Linked DNA regions of Hordeum vulgare: all the other regions are linked to region 2. A link is a contact called in public Hi-C data. All regions are on one chromosome and are shown on one strand. The core of a region is the stretch at or near the end of the contact, and the rest is flanking DNA. Distances in the headings are between cores, read along the strand shown. Region 1 overlaps LOC123406337. Region 2 holds the start of LOC123402899. Region 3 holds the start of LOC123402030 (protein ABHD18).

What was found. Hi-C and Micro-C count contacts between places; a contact is called where the count stands out from the background.
Region 1: a Hi-C map of leaf shows a contact between it and region 2, with 6 times the contacts expected there. The contact joins the enhancer-like site here to the promoter of LOC123402899 in region 2. A contact is called at or near these places in 5 of 6 Hi-C or Micro-C datasets (leaf, seedling and an unstated tissue) and 1 of 1 datasets of contacts at active chromatin or transcription factors (embryo).
Region 3: a contact with region 2 is called in a Hi-C map of leaf, with 5 times the contacts expected there. The contact joins the promoter of LOC123402030 here to the promoter of LOC123402899 in region 2. A contact is called at or near these places in 4 of 6 Hi-C or Micro-C datasets (leaf and seedling) and 1 of 1 datasets of contacts at active chromatin or transcription factors (embryo).

What each region holds. Positions count from the first base shown.
Region 1 is chr6H:148,973,811-148,976,510 of MorexV3_pseudomolecules_assembly, forward strand. It overlaps LOC123406337, which reads left to right. Exons shown (of 10, transcript XM_045099833.1): 2 at 1,941-2,065; 3 at 2,151-2,700. Among protein-coding and RNA genes, the nearest start is that of LOC123406337, 14 kb to the left of the region's middle. Within about 2 kb of position 1,296, at least 1 of the 3 cell types and tissues checked has open chromatin away from gene starts, as enhancers often do. A contact at or near this core is called in leaf, where this site is marked.
Region 2 is chr6H:149,183,962-149,186,661 of MorexV3_pseudomolecules_assembly, forward strand. LOC123402899 reads right to left here and starts at 1,410. Exons shown (of 12, transcript XM_045096865.1): 1 at 169-1,410; 2 at 1-70. The coding sequence starts at 721.
Region 3 is chr6H:149,414,032-149,416,731 of MorexV3_pseudomolecules_assembly, forward strand. LOC123402030 (protein ABHD18) reads left to right here and starts at 1,297. Exons shown (of 6, transcript XM_045095887.1): 1 at 1,297-1,463; 2 at 2,177-2,624. The coding sequence starts at 2,249.

The DNA.
Region 1 (2,700 bases), core at 46-2,545, 210 kb before region 2:
CTAGCCCCGAGCCGGACCGCCCGACGCAGGCCTGGGCCCGGGCGCGAGCGCGGGGGGAGGCCCAGGTGGGCGCCGGCCCACTGCCGGTTAACCCTCTCCAGCACACGGGAGGCACGGCGGGAGGCCCAGGCCATCTCGCTAGCAGAGATGGGCCCAGGCCCCGTTCGCAGCGGCCCACGGGGAGAGCCGGCCCATCCGCCCGCCAGCCGGCCCGGGAAGTTAGGGCACGGGGAAGGGGACAAACCAGGAGCACGGGCTCCTCCCGCCGCCGCCGGCACCGGCGCCGCCGCCCCAGGAGGCAGGGCACCAGCGCCTGGTCGGGGCTCGCGGGGGCCCTCACCGGCGGCTGCCACGGGGGACAACCCAGGCAGCGAACCGGCTCGGGCCGAGGAGGTGAGAGGGGGAACCACAAGGGGGCAGAGCACCGGCGACCGCCGCCCGACCTCCTTCCCCGGCCGCCGGCGGGCAGGTCGCTCCGCAGCCAAGAACGAGCCGAGCGACGGCGGCGCCAGGGACACCGGCAGCTCCAGCCGGCCGTCACCATCAGAAGAAGCCAAGTCATCGGGGTCGGGATCGTCCGCCCAGTCCGCCCAACGTCGAGGCGACCGGGGGAAGCAAAGGGAGGGCGCCCCTTGCAGGGGAGGCGGGGGCATCGGGCAAGGCAGCACGCCGGCCGGCGGCCGACAGCGGGCACCGCGCAACGTCAGGTCTCGGCCGCCGGAGAGGAGCCGCCCATCGCCGGAGCTATCGCCAGAGCTATTCCCAGAGCAACCCGTTCAGCTGGTCGCCTTGGAATGACTTTACTTGTCACATTATTGGTCATATAGTTCTCACATTAAATTAACTTGCTTATCAGATTCATGAATGTCCATATACCCCCACTAAAAAACTTGATTCATTGTGTTTGTGCTGGTTCATGCATTTACTTGCTTATTGTTAGTGCTTTAATAAATACTTTTTAGCTCCACATAACACTGCAATACTTAAAAAGTATAAAATTATTGTTTCGGCAACTATGTATAATTTTTGTGACAACTGTACACCCGTAAGATGACAACTATGATGACATAAATGTGGCAACTATGAATAACGAAAAAAAAATCAACGAAACATGTCAACATGAGATCTTATTTTGAAGGTCTCGTCGAGACGAACCTAATGGTGAAGGCGAATCTCCAATCAAATTATTAATCTGTGAGATAAATCATTTTTTACAGCCTACATACATGCACATGCATGCATGCATAGAGCACATAGTGTGGATTGAAAGCGACAGGTGCTTTTTTTATGCTTTGGTGTCCTCTGCATGCGGTGTATTGTGTGACGACAAGAAATTTTAAAAGAAAAAAAAAGACCTCATCGCTTCTTCTTGCGTTAATGAATGGTTTAGCAGCCGCCGCATGGCAACGCGGGTATGCGGCGCCGCTACGTAGTTACGTCCTTGAGAATTTGAAGAACAAAACTCTTTACTAACCCCCAAGAACTTCTTGAAAAACTATACCACGAACCCACCAGGTCTCAGAGCTGTGTCGACCTTCATGCTGGCGAATTGGCTGCCAAGTTGGCACCGTGTGTTAGTTTATTTGATCAGATCTTAGAGCTGCAAGGCAGTTGAGGTTTATCTTAACTTTGTGGGAATGGGAGCCCTGCCTAGTTATTTTTTTGTAGAGAAAACGTGAAAGCTTTGTGTCTTGCTGCATTGATTAGAAGAGGGTTTGTTTGAGTCCTGGTTGGTTCTGATGGTAAGGATGTTGAGTCTCCATTACAATTTATATGACCAGAAAGTTCATTCTCTTGTTTTTTGCTAACTAACTTTTGACTTTTGAGAACTGTGTGAAGGGTGAAATGACCAAAATGGGGTAAAATTTGTGAAGTTTCATGGACTGGTAAAACATATATGTTTGCTACTGCTTACTTATATAAATTGTTGTGCTCTCCAGCAATTCCATGAAACATTATCATGCAAAGCAAGGCGTGCGGTCAGGAGTACTTCACAGCCATCTCAGGGGGAGGATCCCAAGCAGCGGCGCCTTGAAGTGAAGCTTGTGGCTGCTAAGCAGAAGAGGTAATCAAAAGAGGCAGACCGGTAGAGTATGTTGTTTGATTCTTTTTTCGCAAAAAGAGCATTCAAGAAAATTCTATAATTGTAGGTTGAGCCTCTTGGAGAAAGAGCAGAATCGTTTAGCTAAATTGGATGAGCTGCGTCAGGCTGCTAAGAAGGATGCAGAAATGAGGTTCAACAGGGAAAGGGAGGAGCTTGGCATGAGAGTTGAACATCGGGTACAGCAAGCGGAGGAGAATCGTATTCAACTCTTGCATGCTCGCTTGCAGAGGCGAGCTGCGCTAGAGGAGAGGACAAAAAGGTTCTTTGGGCAAAGAGTGACATCAGAGAACAAGTACAGGGAGACAACAGCGGTGTTGGCTGCGGCCTTTGACGTGCTGGGGATAAATCAGGAATCTGCTAATTCTCTACCATTTGAAAAACTAGCTCTCTGTATTGAATCTCCAAAAGTTCTTCAGACCACCAGGGCATTGCTTGATTGCTTGGAGAGTCGTTTTATTCTTTCTGAGACATCAAGTTCATGCACACCAGAAAATATCGACCATCTACTCAAGCACCTGGGATCACCAAATACGAGAATCCTACCAAGTAGTGCAGCAAGAGCTAGAGTAACACTAAAAAAGACAACTAGAAATTCT
Region 2 (2,700 bases), core at 160-2,659:
GACATCTTGGCACGGAGGGTGTCATTGTGCGTGCTCGCCCACATCTTGGCCGTGGCGCTCAGGTAGTGCCCTGCAATGCAGAGAACAGCGTCAGGCTAACAAAATTTCAGTTGAGACGAGCGACTGGCATGTGGGAATGAGCAGGGCAAGATTGTGGCGGCGGCGCACCGACGAAGTGTCCCCGGAGCTCGACGTTGGGCCCTTCCCACCCGCCGTAGGGCGTCCCGGTCGCCGTGAGGCCGGCTTGCGTGCGGAAGCTCCAGACGAGGCGGTCTGTGTCCAGGAGGAGCAGGTACTCCAGGTTGGTCTGCTGGGCCTGCCAGTAGATGGTCCCCGGCTGGAGCCGCACGTCGTGCAGCGACGCCTCCGAGAGGAAAGGGCCCGCGGGGCCGTCCACCGCGGCGGCGCCGCCCCGGAGCCTGCGGTAGAGCATCAGCCAGTCGAACGCCTCGCGCGGCGGGGTGCTGCCGCCGCCGCCGCTTAGGGACCTCCGCGGCATGAGCTCCATCCAGGCGGACTCGTCGGTCGGGGTGAGGTGCTGCTCGTGGTCGTGCCCGTGCCCGTGGCCGGCAGGCAGCCGCAGCTGCGCCGCGGCGCGCTCCGCGTGGGTCGCCACCGAATCCGACGACGGGAACGTGTTGGTGCAGACTTTCGCCGCGGCGGCGGTCAAGAGCACCGCCACGACCCCCAAGGCCGCCGCCGCCGCCACGCCTCGCGCCATTCCCCTCCCTCCGTAAGAATACACTAACCACTCACTCCTTAGCCGTCAACGCTCGACTGCCACCGCACTCCGGGCGTACAATACAGGGCAAGGAGAGCCTCCAAGAACCGTCAATTATAGACGGAGGAAGGCGGGAGGGTCAAGCAACAGGCTTACAAGCGACGCGACGGCGACAACGCACTCCGAGAGCTCGGAGAGCGACCACAGAAGGTGGGCGAGTGGCGATTTCGGTTCCGCGAGGAAGAAGAAGGGGATTCTTTTTTCTGAGAAAAATCGCGGATCTCTTTCGGTGCGTGCGCGTGGAGGGATCGGCGCGGGGGAGACGCAAGAAACGCGCATCGAGGGGAGGCAGTCTTGGACCCGAAGGGCCGCAACCATCGACGGGAATGGAATAGACGGGGTGACGGCACGGCCGGCGTCGCTTGCTTACACGTCGGAGCGTTCGTTGGAAAACGATGTGATCTAGGCGTAGCTGGTACCACCGTCTTGATCAGCACCGGCGGCAGTTGGCGCGTCCATGTACCTCAGCAGCGTCGCAGATCGATCGCGGTACAAGACGGACGCACGCCACGCCGCGCCAGGAATCGTCGTCCATTTCTGTTCTTGAATTTCCGGACTGAGCTCAGACCAGAATGGCAGGCAGGCAGGTCACCGCCAACACGCGTAAGGAAGAGGAGCCTTGCTGAACTCCACTGCAAGTGTGCAACTGCAATTTACCATTATAGACTCACGAGAGCGTGTATAACACATCTATCTGACCATCTTTGTTGTGACCTCGGCTCGCTGGAACTAGCTAGTTTGGTGGTTGCGGTTAGGATCGATCGACACGCCATATAAGGACCAGTTCTTTTCATAGCTTCTACAAACTCTGAAATAAGTTGTCCCCTACCCAGCTTATTTTAAAAGCTCAATCAAATATATTTTTTTAAAAACCTACGAATTAAGTCTTGATTACTAGGCTTCTAGAAAAATATTTTTAGATGAGATTATAGAATAAGCTGGGTAGGGGTAGCTTATTCTAAAAGCCCAAAAAAGCTATCAAAAGAACTGGCCCTAACTTGGATGGCATCCGCACCGTGATTTTTGTTCTCGGATTTCCATGCGTGAACCAAACTTAGAGCATCACTAATAGATTGATGTAAATATGGATATGTAAAACAAAAGATGTAAATGTTCACATCTTAAAAAAAAATACATTTTACATCTTTTAAAAAAGGCAACCCCAATAGATGATGTAAATTGGTGATGTAAAAATACAACTCCAATGGATGATGATGTAAATGGAGATATAAAACTAGTTCAACGACCGTGGGGACGTGGCACGATGCGATTCGAGACGGAGAGAGGACGTGGGGTGGCTATAGGATCCGAAGTATGTTGCAAATATTTTTGTCATCCTCCTTGATGTAATCGTGGATGACATTGAAACGTCGCTTTATGTGTCTGGTCCTCTTGTGAAACCTTGGTTCCTTGGCTAGAGCAATGGCATCAGTGTTGTCACAGAACAGATTGATTGGGTCTAGTGCACTTGGCACTACTCCAAGATCTGACATGAACTGCATCATCCAGACACCCTCCTTAGCCGTCTCTAAGGCAGCTATGTACTCCGCTTCACATGTAGAATCAGCTACGACGTTTTGCTTGGAACTGCACCAGCTTACCGCACCCCCGTTAAATATAAATACGTATCCGGTTTGAAACTTAGAGTCATCCGGATCAGTGTCAAAGCTTGCATCGACGTAAGCCTTTACGACGAGCTCTTCGTCACCTCCATAAACGAAAAACATTTCCTTAGTCCTTTTCAGGTACTTCATAATATTCTTAACCGCCGCCCAGTGTTCTACTCCTGGATCACTTTGAAACCTTCCCGCCATACTTATGACCAGGCTGACATCCGGTCTTGTGCACAACATTGCATACATGATAGACCCTATGGCTGAAGCATAGGGGACCACACTCATCTTTTCTCTATCTTCTAC
Region 3 (2,700 bases), core at 47-2,546, 230 kb after region 2:
TTTTTGAGGAGTGACCACGTGAGATGCTGCAGCCGGAGCGGCGTTTGAAACTTTTTCCATATACGGTTGAAGCTTTTCTATCAACGTTTGCAACTTTCCCTCGTTGAATTTTTTGGTTGAAGCTGTTTTTTTTAACGGTTGAAGCTTTTCTATACACGGTTGAAACTTTTTTTCCAGCGTTTGCAACACAGGGGGTGAGGTGCGACCGACAAGGTGAAGACCGACGGGCATGAGCAGCGGCGGGGGCAGCGAATGGTGGGCGAGCTGAGTCCCGGAGCGCGGGGCGGCGAGTGGTCTGGACGAGCTGAGTCGCGGAGCTGCATCCATGGTGCTTCGACCGGCGGCTGAGGCGGCGACCGACGGTGAGGGCGACCAGCGATGAGGAGGCGAGGCGAGGCGGTCGGCGCGTGCTGGGGCGTCGGCGCGTGCGAGGCGGGCCTCTTCCTTTTCCCGTGCGCGTGCTGAAGGTTGGGAAAGATAGAATCCGATGGTTCGGAAGGGACAGATCTGACGGCTGCAGGACGACCGGCCCAACAGTTGGGTCGGCGTGCAGGCGCAAAGTGCTTCCCTTTTAGAATTAACTAGCAAAAGGGCCCATGCGTTGCAACGGGAGAAAAAAATATCACACGACACACGCTCTTAATTTATAAAAAATGTCTATAATTTGAGAATTTATAGTTACGATACAAATAAAGATGGTCTTATCCTACAAAAATGCAGTTTAAAATTTCACAGGTCTTCTATTTTAACACGGCTTGCATGTAGATTTAATACGTACAAAGAATCAGTCAAGTGACCTTCAGTTTCATCTCTAATCCTGATTTTGTTGACGTGTTCATTCCCAACCCGGATGAGTACCGGTATGAAAGAAAGACGAATAGTGACTTCTTTATTAAGATTGCACCCTAGATAGTATTTTTATTAAACGTTTAACAGATAAAATAATATCATATTTAAATTATACATATTTTTCTAATCAAATTCCATGTATAATATGTTAAATTTGGAGTTACGGTTTAAAAGATATGAGTATTTAAAAAAATATTTAATATATACTACGAGTTTAATGTCATAAACAGTAATGATTTTTTTTTGTAAAATCAACTCGGTGTGTTTTAGGTGAAGATAAGCTGATCAACTTTACTCGGTGTCCGTTTCGATTAGAAACTCGTGTTGTACACGCACGTCGCAATCGGCGCGTAGGCAGCGCAGGCATCATCCGCTCCCTGGCTGCACCTTATCCGCCTCGATGTCCTCATCCAAAACCGAGTGCGGGTCCCCGCGGCCGTCGCCCACCGTGTCCTCCTATACCTTCTCCCCCCTCGCTCGCGCGCGCCCGACAACGCAGCCAAAAAGAACTCGTTCCAAATCTCCAGCCTCCGTCCCACAATCCGCACCCGGCGACAATCCCCACGCCAGCGATCCCCGCGCCGCCTTCCTCGCGCCGCCGCGGATCCAACGAGGTAATTCACGGCGCGCCACCGCCCCCTCCATCTCCCCCACCCCCTTCCCCGCGACCGCTTCTCTCGCGGCCTCCGTCTCTCTCTGACTCTCCCTCCCCCCCTCCCGTGGATCTCGATCCGGATTGCCTCCCGACGGACCGCGAGGCTCCCGTGGTCTCTTGGCGTCCCGCCGCCGTCGTCGCTGGCTCCCGTCCGCCACGGATTAGGCAGGTGCGCTTCTTAAGAGAGTCGGCGTCTGCCTGGTCGGCTCGAGCATTGCAGCCTTCACAGCGAGCTGGATTCCTGGCCTGGATAGTTATTACTAGATGTGAGCGCGCCTGGATTTGCCTGCATTGGGCGTCGTCAGGTGTCCTGTCTCCTCTCCTGTCGAATACCTCGAGTAATTATCTTCCAGATCTGCCTCGATTAGGTCCGTTTCCTTTGGCAGAGATGCTGCTTTTAGTTGATGTGTAGGTGTCTGTGATGTGACTGTTGTCCTTGAATCTCAATGTCTGATGCCATGATGCTGCATTGCTCCGGCGAATCCCTTCCATACTTGTTTTCCTAGTGGGCTATGCTTTATATCCAAAAATTTAAGCTACTAGCGGGCTTGCTTCAATTTATTCTTGCTTTAAGTTACCGCTGGAAACCATTCCCTTGCTTTTAATTGTTAATAATGTTCCTGTTATGTAATATATGCTGACTTGGACAATTGTTAAAATGTTTTGGCGCAGGCATTTGTCGGTGTTTCTGGTTGTAATTTGTGGTCAAGTGGAGTAATCAACTTTAATCAGACATTCTTGAATATGGTATCCGTGAATGTTGGGTTAGTACATTATGTATTGGACCATATATATGGGACTCTCCTTCATCGCACGAAATTAGGAACACCATTTTTCTCAAAGGGATGGGGAGGTACCAAACTTGATTTGTTAGAGAGGATGGTGAAGCAGCTTTTCCCGGAAGCGCCTTGCCAGAGCTGGCCACCAACTGCTGTGCAGCCTAAATGGAAAACAGTTTGGGAGACAAAGAACTCTTGTCTGCGAGAGGGTGTTTTCCGGACAACATGTGATGAGAGACTAATTGATGCATTGCCTCCTGAGAGTCACAATGCAAGAGTTGCTTTTCTTACGCCCAAGGATGTCTCACCAGAGAAGATGGCTTGCGTGGTCCATTTGGCAGGTACAAAATTTGTATCTCGATCTTACTCTATCTTGGTGTACCATTATCATCTTCGTCTTTGAATTAATGTTGGGTG